3 separate regions of the Mus musculus genome follow, and all the other regions are linked to region 3. Evidence: chromatin contacts called from public Hi-C and promoter capture Hi-C data. All regions are on one chromosome and are shown on one strand. The core of a region is the stretch at or near the end of the contact, and the rest is flanking DNA. Distances in the headings are between cores, read along the strand shown. Region 1 holds the start of 4930579G18Rik (RIKEN cDNA 4930579G18 gene). Region 2 overlaps Xpo4 (exportin 4). Region 3 holds the start of Cenpj (centromere protein J).

What was found. A called contact is a pair of places that touch in the nucleus more often than the background predicts. Capture Hi-C pulls out chosen DNA fragments and counts their contacts.
Region 1: a promoter capture Hi-C map of liver shows a contact between it and region 3, with 2.5 times the contacts expected there. The contact joins the promoter of 4930579G18Rik here to the promoter of Cenpj in region 3. A contact is called at or near these places in 4 of 39 promoter capture datasets (the C10 cell line, liver and pre-B cells) and 2 of 9 other capture datasets (adipose tissue and liver).
Region 2: a contact with region 3 is called in a Hi-C map of muscle stem cells, with 4 times the contacts expected there. The contact joins the enhancer-like site here to the promoter of Cenpj in region 3. A contact is called at or near these places in 4 of 39 promoter capture datasets (the 3T3-L1 cell line, the C10 cell line, cranial neural crest and 1 more) and 1 of 484 Hi-C or Micro-C datasets (muscle stem cells).

The regions. Positions count from the first base shown.
Region 1 is chr14:54,649,111-54,652,875 of GRCm38.p6, reverse strand. It overlaps 4930579G18Rik (RIKEN cDNA 4930579G18 gene), which reads right to left and starts at 2,365. Exons shown (of 6, transcript NR_038053.1): 1 at 2,328-2,365; 2 at 1,608-1,811; 3 at 1,062-1,136. Acin1 (apoptotic chromatin condensation inducer 1) reads left to right here. Exons shown (of 19, transcript NM_023190.3): 9 at 1,018-1,159.
Region 2 is chr14:57,606,071-57,609,522 of GRCm38.p6, reverse strand. All of the region lies in intron 9 of Xpo4 (exportin 4), which reads left to right. Among named protein-coding and RNA genes, the nearest start is that of 1700039M10Rik, 36 kb to the right of the region's middle. Within about 2 kb of position 1,857, at least 111 of the 459 cell types and tissues checked have an H3K27ac peak or open chromatin away from gene starts, as enhancers often do. A contact at or near this core is called in muscle stem cells, where this site is marked.
Region 3 is chr14:56,570,200-56,573,594 of GRCm38.p6, reverse strand. Cenpj (centromere protein J) reads left to right here and starts at 1,749. Exons shown (of 17, transcript NM_001014996.2): 1 at 1,749-1,857.

The DNA of each region.
Region 1 (3,765 bases), core at 1,116-3,615, 1.9 Mb after region 3:
TTTCTGACCTCTTGTGTGTCACACAGCCTGGTGAGAATGAGTGCTGTATTTTCTGGTACTAGTTCCTGGTCTGGAGAGGCTTGGTTTCCCTTTTCTGTCACTTGTACCCCTGATCATCCTGATTTTGATTATTTTTAATCTAGTTTTAGGGAGTGTCAGGGTTAGAAGTTAGGGATGGTGGCAGAAAGGTAGGAAGATAGTTTATTTGATGGAGTCTCTGGATTTCTTTGTCTGAAGTGAGTGCTAACTTGTGAGCGAGTGGGTTCCATGTTTTGGGGGAGTTGTCTGGTGTGGAGGAGGGTATTACTGACTTGGGAGGCCTGCTCTCTTTATCTCTTGGAAGTTGGAATGAGCAATGGGAGTGACTGGGTAAGAGTCAAATGTAAGAACAGTCTCTGCTCTGAGCAGGTGACAGCCATTCCTCAGGTTTTCCTAGGGTGAGAGAGAAGTGGGCACCCTTACCAGCCCCATCCTCACTCTTACTGGTCCTGGTGTCTGGAGGCCCTGTGGATCACCGGGCACTTACTAATTAACAGTTGATTGGACACAAGGTCGGGGTCATTGGCTACACCTATGCCCTTTCCAAAGTCTTGGGTTTTTTAGCTTTTTTGTTTTTTTATAAAGGAAGTGGGCTTCCTTTAGGTTCTTGGTAAATTAAAGATGCCTTAACTAGTGAGTAGAGAGGCTATAGCCTTCTAGACAAATTGAGGTCACTTTTGAAGGACTTTTCAGAGGAGACTGTTGGTTTCGTGCAAGAGAGCTGTGAAGTGAGTGTCTAAGAACTCTGAGTGCTGGGAACCCCACATAAAGGCCCCATCTGGTACTGAGTGGCCATGACCACTGTAATTTGTGCTTTTTCCCTAAAGAAAGCATTCCCACTTTCCCATGGGAAAGTTCTAGTCTGATCCCGCCCAAGTAAGGAGCCATTGGGATTTTATGTCCACAAAGCTAACATCTTGCTCTCTCTTCCCCTTCACTCTCTCCTACCCTTTCCTTCAATCTCTTCCATCCTGTCAGTGAAGAGAAGGAGGAAGTGACCATGGACACCAGTGAAAACAGACCTGAAAATGAGGTGCCTGAGCCTCCTCTGCCTGTTGCAGACCAAGTCAGCAATGATGAGCGCCCAGAGGGTGGTGCTGAAGAAGAGGAAAAGAAAGAGGTAACTAGCCAAGCCACCTGTTGGGGAGGGTGGGCCGAGCGTGGGCCTAGGGAGAATAGACCATCTCAGCCATCCCTCTTACACAGTGGGATGACCTAAAGGGGATAAGGCTATCCTTGGATCAGGATAGGGCAAGGGAGAATTCGCTGGTTTAGCAAGGGATGCCCCTTGTGATAACAGACAAGGTCTTTGATTTCCTTTCCCTACATGAAGCAGTGATATAGACCAGGCTCCTAATTTGGAAGTCTGTTAATGGCCCTTTTTTTTAGAGAGAGAGGGGGGAGAGGGAGGCGAGGGAGAGAGAGAGGAGAGAGAGAGAAAAACCAAAAAACCCAAGTGCAGCTTTCTTGCTGCTGAAGCTTCTGTGAAGCTAACTCCTTGAGCTTTCCCTCCTTTTTAAAAGCTTAATGGCACTTGTCGCCACCTAGTGGGGCTTTGGGTCTCTTACCGAGTCAGCCATGCTGAGGAATTTTTGTTGCTCTTCTGCCCCCCAGTGGTCTAATTACGGAAGTGTAGCTTCTTAGAAATCCAAGGGGTGAACCACAAGGCCCTCTTAGGTTTTGTTTTGTTTTGTTGGCACAAATATTACCACTTTTTCCTATACCCAGTTCAAGAGGCTTCCCCCATTGGAGCCAGCGAGGTCTTCTTGACCCTTAAAGAAATAGAATTAGCTGGGTTTGGGAGTGGTATTATTACAGGGTGGGAGGGGCTGTTGTGTGTGTAGCCTTTCTCTGGTGTGTGTTGCGGGGGTGGGGGCCGGTGAAAGTGATTTGATGTGCAGAATATTATTTATTACAAGGTCCTTCTTCCCCGTAAAACTTTGTCCAAGTACCTCATGTACGGTAATCCGCCCGTAAAATATAACCCTGCCCAACTGGCCAATCGCTGATGCCGCCTCTACCTCTGGACCCACCCGCTGCTACCGAGCCGCCCAATCAGAGCCGAGTGTGCTCCCGGTGTCTTGGCCAGAGGGGCGTGTCTGTGGGCGTCTGTGATGGGCCCCGCCTCCCTTCTTGCTTACATCGGGGCTGAGACGAGCACTGTTCTGGAGAGACTTGTACTGAGAACAAGAAGCATTTGGAAAGGGGTGGACTTGAATCATCGCCCTACTCGGGACACCCCAAGAAGAGTTGTGCCAGTGCTGGGGTGCCTGCCCACATGCCCTTACCTGTCAGAGACTGTGGGTTGCCTTGTTTGCTACAGACTGTTGGGATCCCCATCTAGGGACCAAGAAACCTAAGAGAGTCAGATGTTTATGACGACAGTGCCGAGCTGTAAACACTTGAGTGGGGCCGGTGGCCTAAGCTTTGTTGACTAGAAACCCTGCAGAGAAGTCTGGGGGTCTGTACCCAGGGGCTTAAAGCTGATGGCAGCCCAGCCCGCGTGTCACCACTTGCTCTTCAGATGGACTTTCCTTTGGTCCCTGCTGTCCATGGTGAAGGGCAGCATCGTGTCGGTCGCTTCAGCTTCTCCTCCATCCCTGGAGGCAGGGACTCACTCACCCACCCAACCGGAACCACTGTCTCAGCTGCAGTCCCTGAGGAGGTGCCAACGACAAACCGGAAGACATACTCTGAGCTTGCTGCTGAATGTGTACCAGGTCCTGGGGAAATTGACTACTGCCACCCCCGGGCTACCTTCATCAGAGGCTCCATGATCCTGCTCGGTGACAGGACCTCTCCCCAGTTACACTCAGAGGAGGAAGGGACTTTGGAGTTGTCACCTGGATCCCAAGTGTTGGCTAGTGGCACTGCTGCAGCTTGTCACTGGTGGACATAGGGTCCTGCCTGCCTCATGAAAGAAAGGCAAGGAGCATTCCTGCCGCTCACAGGCCGCTTGCTCATTCATCAGGGACTGCAAGATGATGCCCTACAGGGCCAGGACTGATGCTCTGCCCCCATTCCCCCCTCTGCCCCTCGCTGAGGCTGGCCATCGCCAGTGAACTGTTTTGACATCTTGGAAACTGGGCAGCGTCCCCCCACACGATTCCCTCCCGCCCCCCCTGCGCCCCTGGGAGGACTCTGGCAGTGCCACGCTGACTACCACGCCGTGCGCCCACCTTTTTTGCCAACCCAACCCCCCACCAATTGCACAGCGCCTAGCAGGGAGGGCTCATTCTGATTGGACGGCGGTTGACTAGATACAGTACACAGTGAGGTGCGATTGGCTGAACTGAAGATCCCAGGTGTGAGATGGTACCTGGAACATTTGTCATATTCCTAGTTTATTCTTTTATTTTCTACCTCTTCTTTAATCTTTTATTTTTATAATTTATTTTTTTATTTCTTTGTTGGGTTTATTTATTTGGTTCGTGTTTTTCTTGTTTTAATTAAGTTATTTTGTTTAATTGGTTTTTTGGGTTCTTTTATTTTCTTTCTTTTTTGTTTTTTTTTGTTTGTTTGTTTGTTTTTTTGGTTTTTATTTATTTCCTTTTCTCACTAACTTACCCATCGTGAGCAACCTAGCTAGGGGTCAGGCTGGCTCTTAACACAGACCAAGGAGACTTGGTTAGATGACACAGGTGGGGCTGGGGGTGGGAGGGGAAAGGAGATTAAGGGGGTCCTGCCCTACCCGTTAGAAGGGTGGTAGGGTGGTCTTAGTTTTTC
Region 2 (3,452 bases), core at 608-3,107, 1.0 Mb before region 3:
CCAGGCTTGGCCCTCTCTTCCCACTGCCAGTGGATTGAGATGTAGAACTCTCAGCTACCTCTCTAGCACCATGTCTGCCTGTGTGCTGCCATGTTCCCTGCCATAACAATGCACTAAGCTTCTGAAGCCCCAATTAAACGCTTTCTTTGTAAGAGTTGCCTATTGGTGGTAATCTCTTCACAGCAACAGAACACAGACAAGACAGGCTAAGAGTAGCTCAGAGTGAGCTTACCCATCATACCTGAGGCTCTCAGTTGAGGCACTGTTACTATGAAAATAAAGTGGGCAGGGCAAATCAAAGACGTTTGGTATTCCATAGAAAATGTTTTCTAGGCAGGCAGATACTAGTCCCTAGGAGTCAGGGCTAGAAGACCTGTATGAAATTAAGGTCAGCCTGATCTACATAACAAGCTTACAGGGCTGCATAAAGAGATCTTCTCTTAAAAAAGAAGGAAGTGCTTTCTGATTTCATGGACGACTTTGGAATTGGCAGTGGTTATTTGCTCACTGTGGGGGAAAGTACAGAGGGATGGGTTGTGCATGGTATCATTACTATTAGGGATAGATGTGGAGTTGTTTGCAGATAACAAGCAAGTTTGTAACAACAAGCAAGTTAGTCTTTATTAGTCTACTTTCAAAATATCTGATATTATGTTTATATAGATGGGTAGCAATGTAAACACTATATTTAATAATGCACCTCTAGGTTCAGAGTGAAAACACAGGATGATCTCATACACTTTTCCCTCCTTATCATCATCTGCTCCATTAAGCCTATATTAGAGTGGTATCTGTGTTATTGCTGTACCTGCATTGATTCATGGTTGTCACTCAGAGTCCATGGGTTCCGCGGGGCTCATTTCTGGTGCTCTAAATTTGTGTTATTATTATTACTGTTGTTATTATTAGACAGTGTCTCTCTATATAGTCTTAACTGTTCTGGAACTTGCTATGTTCACCAGGCTAGAGCTCACAGAGATCTACCTGTTTCTGTCTTTACCTCCCAAGTGCTAGGTTTAAGGCATTTGCCACCATGTCCAGCCTCCTGGTGGTATAAGTTTTTTGGATTTGGACAAATGCATAATGGCATATATCTTACCCTATAGAGTATTTGCCTTCTGTAAAAATTCTGTGTGCTTCGTCTGTTCATTCTTCTACACCAGGCTATGGCAACTACTGGGTGATAACATCATTCTCCCTGCCTCTCCTCCTCCTCCTCTTCCTCCTCCTCCTCTCTCTCTCTCTCTCCCCCTCCCCTCCCTCTCTCCCTCCCTCCTCCCTCCTCCCCTCCCCTCTCCTTTCTTCCCTCCTCTCCTCCTTTCTCTCCTCTCTCTCTCTGTCCCTGCCTCCCAAATGATGGAATTTGAATGTGTGCACCACATATTGAGACATACTACTCTTATGGTCTCTATAATCTTCCCTTCCCAGAATGTCCTGTATTTGGAATTATAGAATGATGTTGGGCTTTGGTCACTGAAATTATTTTCATTGTCAGAAAGGGACCAGATCAGAACAGAATCCTGTCATTTCACTATTTTGGGGAGTATATACTCAAAATTATTAAAGCATAAATGTCCCTTTTTTCTGTGTCTGAAGCTCTGCATCCTCACTTCTCTCCATCTCCAGGCTAGTTATAGGCAGAGGGAGCAGTGCTGATAATCATGTTTTGATTTCTACTCCCCTCTTCATATTCAAATGGAGTAAAGTGGGGTCAAGTAGGTCCCATAAGCTCTAAGCCCCTCTCCAAAGCCCTTCTGGCACTAGGCCTGACAGTGCTCAGAGCATGAGCACATAGAGTCTAGATTGGTCCCCTTAGTCATCTGTCCACATGCTGCCAGCAGGCTCTGGATCTGGGCCAGAGTGGCCATGGAACAGAGCCAAGGTGTTATGAAAAAGCACTAGCTTGGGTTTCACGTCTCTGGGATTAGACTGGAAGATCCAGTTGCCAATTGTCATCAACCAGATTTCTCACACTTTGCCTGATGAGTTACTTTATTAGTGTACAGAGGGAACCAAAACTTTGTTTTTTCTAAGAAGCTCAGTCTTTATTTTAAATCACCATCCAGTGTATAAGGTCTTGTGTATTCTACTTGAGATCATCCTAATAGCAGGGTTAAACGGAGGCATTATGGAGAATTCCTTTAATAATACGAGTACAAGGTTTTAAATTTTTTAAAAAGACTTTTACATTTTGATTCGTGTTTTAAATATGTACTTAGAAAAAACGATAGTAGGTCTTTAAAATATCCTGTTTTTCTTTTTGAGACTAGATCAGAGGGTGCTACTCCTAAGTCCTTTTAGATATGTTACCAGTCTGTTTGTTTTGGCAAGATAAACTGTTAAGACTTGACAAATGATGTCTGCAAAGCACACGCCTTGTTAAGTATATAAACAAGCCACAGATGTTTCTATGGGAAGAACGGATCCTATTCACTTCAGGATTCCAATGTTAGCTCTTCGTATTTGAGGAAATTATAGAAGGAATAGAACCATTGTTCCCATTGTTTATAACCAACATTGTGCTTTGGTTTTCATCTGTGTTTTGTTTTTCCTTTTTTAAAAAAGCACAGTGTATATTAACTATAAAGAGTAATTTTCACGTGTGTATGTAACATACTTGGATCATGCTCATCTGAGCCACTGCCATACTGCACAGTACAGGCAGAGACAGAAACAGAAACAGACTGTGCCATGTGTTTTTGTTGACTGTACTTTCATGAGCATTACAGTTACTTTTTAAAAAAGATTTATTTATTGTATATATGTGACTACACTGCAGCCGTCTTCAGACACACCAGATGAGGTCATCGGATCCCCATTACAGATGGTTGTGAGCCACCATGAGGGTGCTGGGAATTGAACTGAGTTGCAGACAGTGCTCTTAACTCCTGAGCCATCTCTCCAACTCCTACGGCAGTTTTTTGTTTGGCTTTTTTTTTTTCAAGGATTTATTTATTATTATATCTAAGTACACTGGAGCTGTCTTCAGACAGAGCCAGAAGAGGGCGGGCGTCAGATCTCATTACAGGTGATTGTGAGCCACCATGTGGTTGCTGGGATTTGAACTCAGGACCTTCGGAAGAGCAGTCAGTGCTCTTCACCACTGAGCTATCTCACCAGCTCTAGTTTTTTGATACAATCAAGAGGAAGCTTGATCGCCGTCCTCCTCCTGAGGCTGTCTGCATAGTTCTTGCCTTCCATCTTACTGTGTGTGAGGCCGTAGCTTCTCAGGTGCAATGGCATTCTCTACATCAGCCCACTTCCTGGTCTTTGCAGCTTTTTCAGTACAGTGGTTTTTGGTTTTTTTTTTTGGGTGGGTGGGGGTTGTTTGTTTTTTTGTTTTTTTCCAGCGGAGTATTAGATCAATCTAAGGAGGGATTTTAGATCACAAATAGCTTTATAGTCTGTTATTTGTATGTCTTAACTATTCTTGGAAATTCCTTCTTTATGTC
Region 3 (3,395 bases), core at 500-2,999:
GCCATCTCTCCAGCCCTTTATTAAAATCTTAATAGCTACTTTAAACTTGAATGTGGAGACATGCTTTGTGGCACATACTTTGGGAAGTGAAGGCAAGAAAACTAGGAGAGAGAGAGAGAGAAAGGGAGAGAGAGAGAGAGAGAGAGAGAGAGAGAGAGAGAGAAAGGATGAGTGTGATAAAATTTGTTTATTCAGACAACAAGCAATGTGGCATAACATACTATACCAAATAAAATGTAGGCAGAAATAGTAGAGAATATTGTGATTATTGTCAAAGACACACATTTTAAGAAAATGATTTTTGGGCATGGTTTCAGGCCAAAAGAAGACCATTTGAACCCTCATTCAGCATCTTAAGTTATTAATTTACTGACTAATCAGCTTAGGGCAGTGGATGGAACTCAGCCTCTGGTACAGCAGGCAAGGTCTTTGCTACCCACTGAGCTCCATTCTCTTGTCAACATTTTAGGTGTGTGATCTTGGTAGTTTTGAACTTTGGCTTTTTCATCTATGATGTAACCTAACAAAACAAAGCAAAACAAAAACTTTTCCCGTCTCCATGTTTGAGGTGTCTGTACAAAATTTTAATTATCTTTAATAATATTGATTTATTTGAACTAATTAGTATAAAGGGCAATTCTTCTTGATGACCTTTTTATATAGAATCTCATGTTAACATACTGGCCTCTAACTTACTCTATATTGGAGGGTGACCTTGAATTTCTGATTCACCTTCCCCACCTGAGAGACTGGTCACCAATTTTGGATTATACAGTGCTGAGGATAGAACATACTAGGCAAGCATTTGATCAACCGGAGAAGAGAAAATGGGATGGCCTAGTGGTTATGGGCATTTGCTGTTCTCTCTCCCAAGATTGGGTTCAGTTTCCAGCTCCTACATGGTAGCTCACAAACATCTGTAGCTCTAGTTCCATGGGATCATGGGATCAGATGGCCCCTATGACCTCTACAGGCACCAGACACACGTCAGGGCACATACTAACATGAAGGCAAAATATGCTTGCACATAAAGTAAAAATAAAATAGTAAAATTATATATTTAAAAAACAGATGTTAGTTTACAATATTGTTCAAACCTAGTCTAAAAACTGTGGTAGCTTGAAGTGTTGTAGCATCCTAGATTAAAGGGTCATGTCTGTATTTTGGAACCCCTCTGGTGGCAAAACAAATAAACAGTGAAATCTGCGCTCAACATTCCATATATAATTTTAATATCTGCACTTTCAATATTCCATATAATTTAAACACTGAATGCACACACTTTGTGCAGCCATCGACTAGCCACATAATAGATGATTATTTCCGGAGTAAATTTTTCCACGGTTATCTTCACTTATTCGTCCTACCAATGTCACTTTTTTGTTTTAAACAGGTCTTTATTAAATCAAACCCATTCAAAGAGAAAAGCGAAGACGACGAAACTCTCCCAAACCTGTCGTCTTTTAGATTCGGTTTGAATCTCTGTGTTCCTGGCACAATGGAGTACGCTCTCTGTTACCGCAGGGGTCAGATCTCAATCGGTTGACTTCAGAACAACAGCTGTTGACCAGTGCCCGCCGCAAAAGAGCGCGCATAGAGCATCCCCTAGCAACGTTTATGGCGGTGTTGCTGGGAGTTGTAGTTTGCATGTGTCCGAGGCGCCTGCGCGCAAGCTCACACGGACTGTAGGAACTACATTTCCCAGGAGTCACTGGACCAGAGTTGGGCGGGGCCGGTCCAGGAGGCGGGGCTCTGGCTGCAGCGATGGTTGTGGCGGCTCATTCGTAAATGCCGGGCCAGCTAAGTGGTGACTATCGCTGGTCGGAGCGGTCTGAACAGCTGTTTCTTCGAAGAACGGTAACTGATGGGCGGAAGGAGCGGAGAAGCCCGTCCGCCGCCCGGTTCCTGAGAGGCCAGCTTGGGCTTTGGGGCTGGCATGGCGCGGAGGGCTTGGCGCCCGCGGGCGGCGGTGGTTCCGGGGCTTAAGCCCGCTTTGTTCTTCCGAGCACCCGGGGGATCGGTCCTCAAGGGGGTCGGCCGGGGTGCGTGTTTCTGTTCCGGGCGACACGCTCGCCGGGCCGGGTGCAGTGGCGCCGCTTGCAGTCTTTCAGGAGGCCTTATCTCGGCTTCTCCAAAAGCTTTGTTGCTTTCAAGAAGAGTTGTGTTTCAGGGGAGGCGGACCTGTCAGCTGAAAGTTTTCAGGGTCTGAATTGTCTCCTCGTATCTTCCTCAATCAAGGTCTGAATTGTCTCCTCGTAACTTCCTCCTTCTCCAGTGCAGATAATTTATGTTTTGAACAGAAAGATGTCAAAGCTTTCAATTAGTCGATTTTTTTTTAAAGGCAGCTTTACGTACAATTAACTTACGGTAATGACTACAACTTCATAAGCAGGTGGTGTTGTACCTCAGATTTTAATATCTGAGTTTACATAACATACTGTCCTAGACAGTCTATTATTTGTAGTTTACCTAGGCCTTCGTATAAGTAATAAAAAACAAATTTAGGGGAAAATTTTTGGCGTTCTTTAGACAAGGGCTTGTTATGTAGCCCAAGCTAGCCTTCCACCTCAAACACTGTATTATAGGTGTGTATCATCAATACCCAACTGTGAATCAGTATTTCAATACTTAAAACTGGCAGTACGTATAGTTTTAGGACCACAGTAATGGACTTGTAGCAAAGGTATGGAAGTTTTAGTGCTTTTTAAAAAAAGGTGTGTGTGTGTGTGTGTGTGTGTGTGTGTGTGTGTGTGTGTGAAGACGATGTTAAGATGCTGCCCTAAACCATTATTACACTTTGCTCAGTCTAACAGGGAATTGTTGACGATTTTCACATTACAGAGTGACTTTCTTTGCAGCTTGTTTACTGTCTAAATTAAGATTTATTTAGTTTTAAGATTACCTTTTACAAATATTGTTGTGTACATGATATGTGTTGGATTTCATGCATGTTCTGCATGTGTGGAGGGCAGGGGACAACTTTGTAGAGTCAGTGTCTCCTTTCACCTTTATGTGGGTTCCGGGACCAGCTCTGATCGCCAGGCGTGTACAGTTTGCACTTTACCCACTGTGAGCCATCTCTCCAGCTCTGGGTTTTCTTGCTTTTGTTTTGTTTTAAAGACAGTCTCTCACTTTACACTCACACTGTCTTTGGGACTTGCTATGTATCCAGACCGGCCTCACCCCTGTGATGACCAGCTTCCTTCCTCAGTGCTGGCATTATGCTTGTGAGACCCCATGTTTGATTTAAACATTTTTTTTTTTTTTTTTACTAAGGATGTTGAAATTTAACCAAGGTTAACTGAAAACTCCCTTCCTTGCCTTTACAGGTAGGTTCCTAATGTAAAAACAATTAGGATTATCTTTCTTACAACAGATTACAAGGAAATTACTAT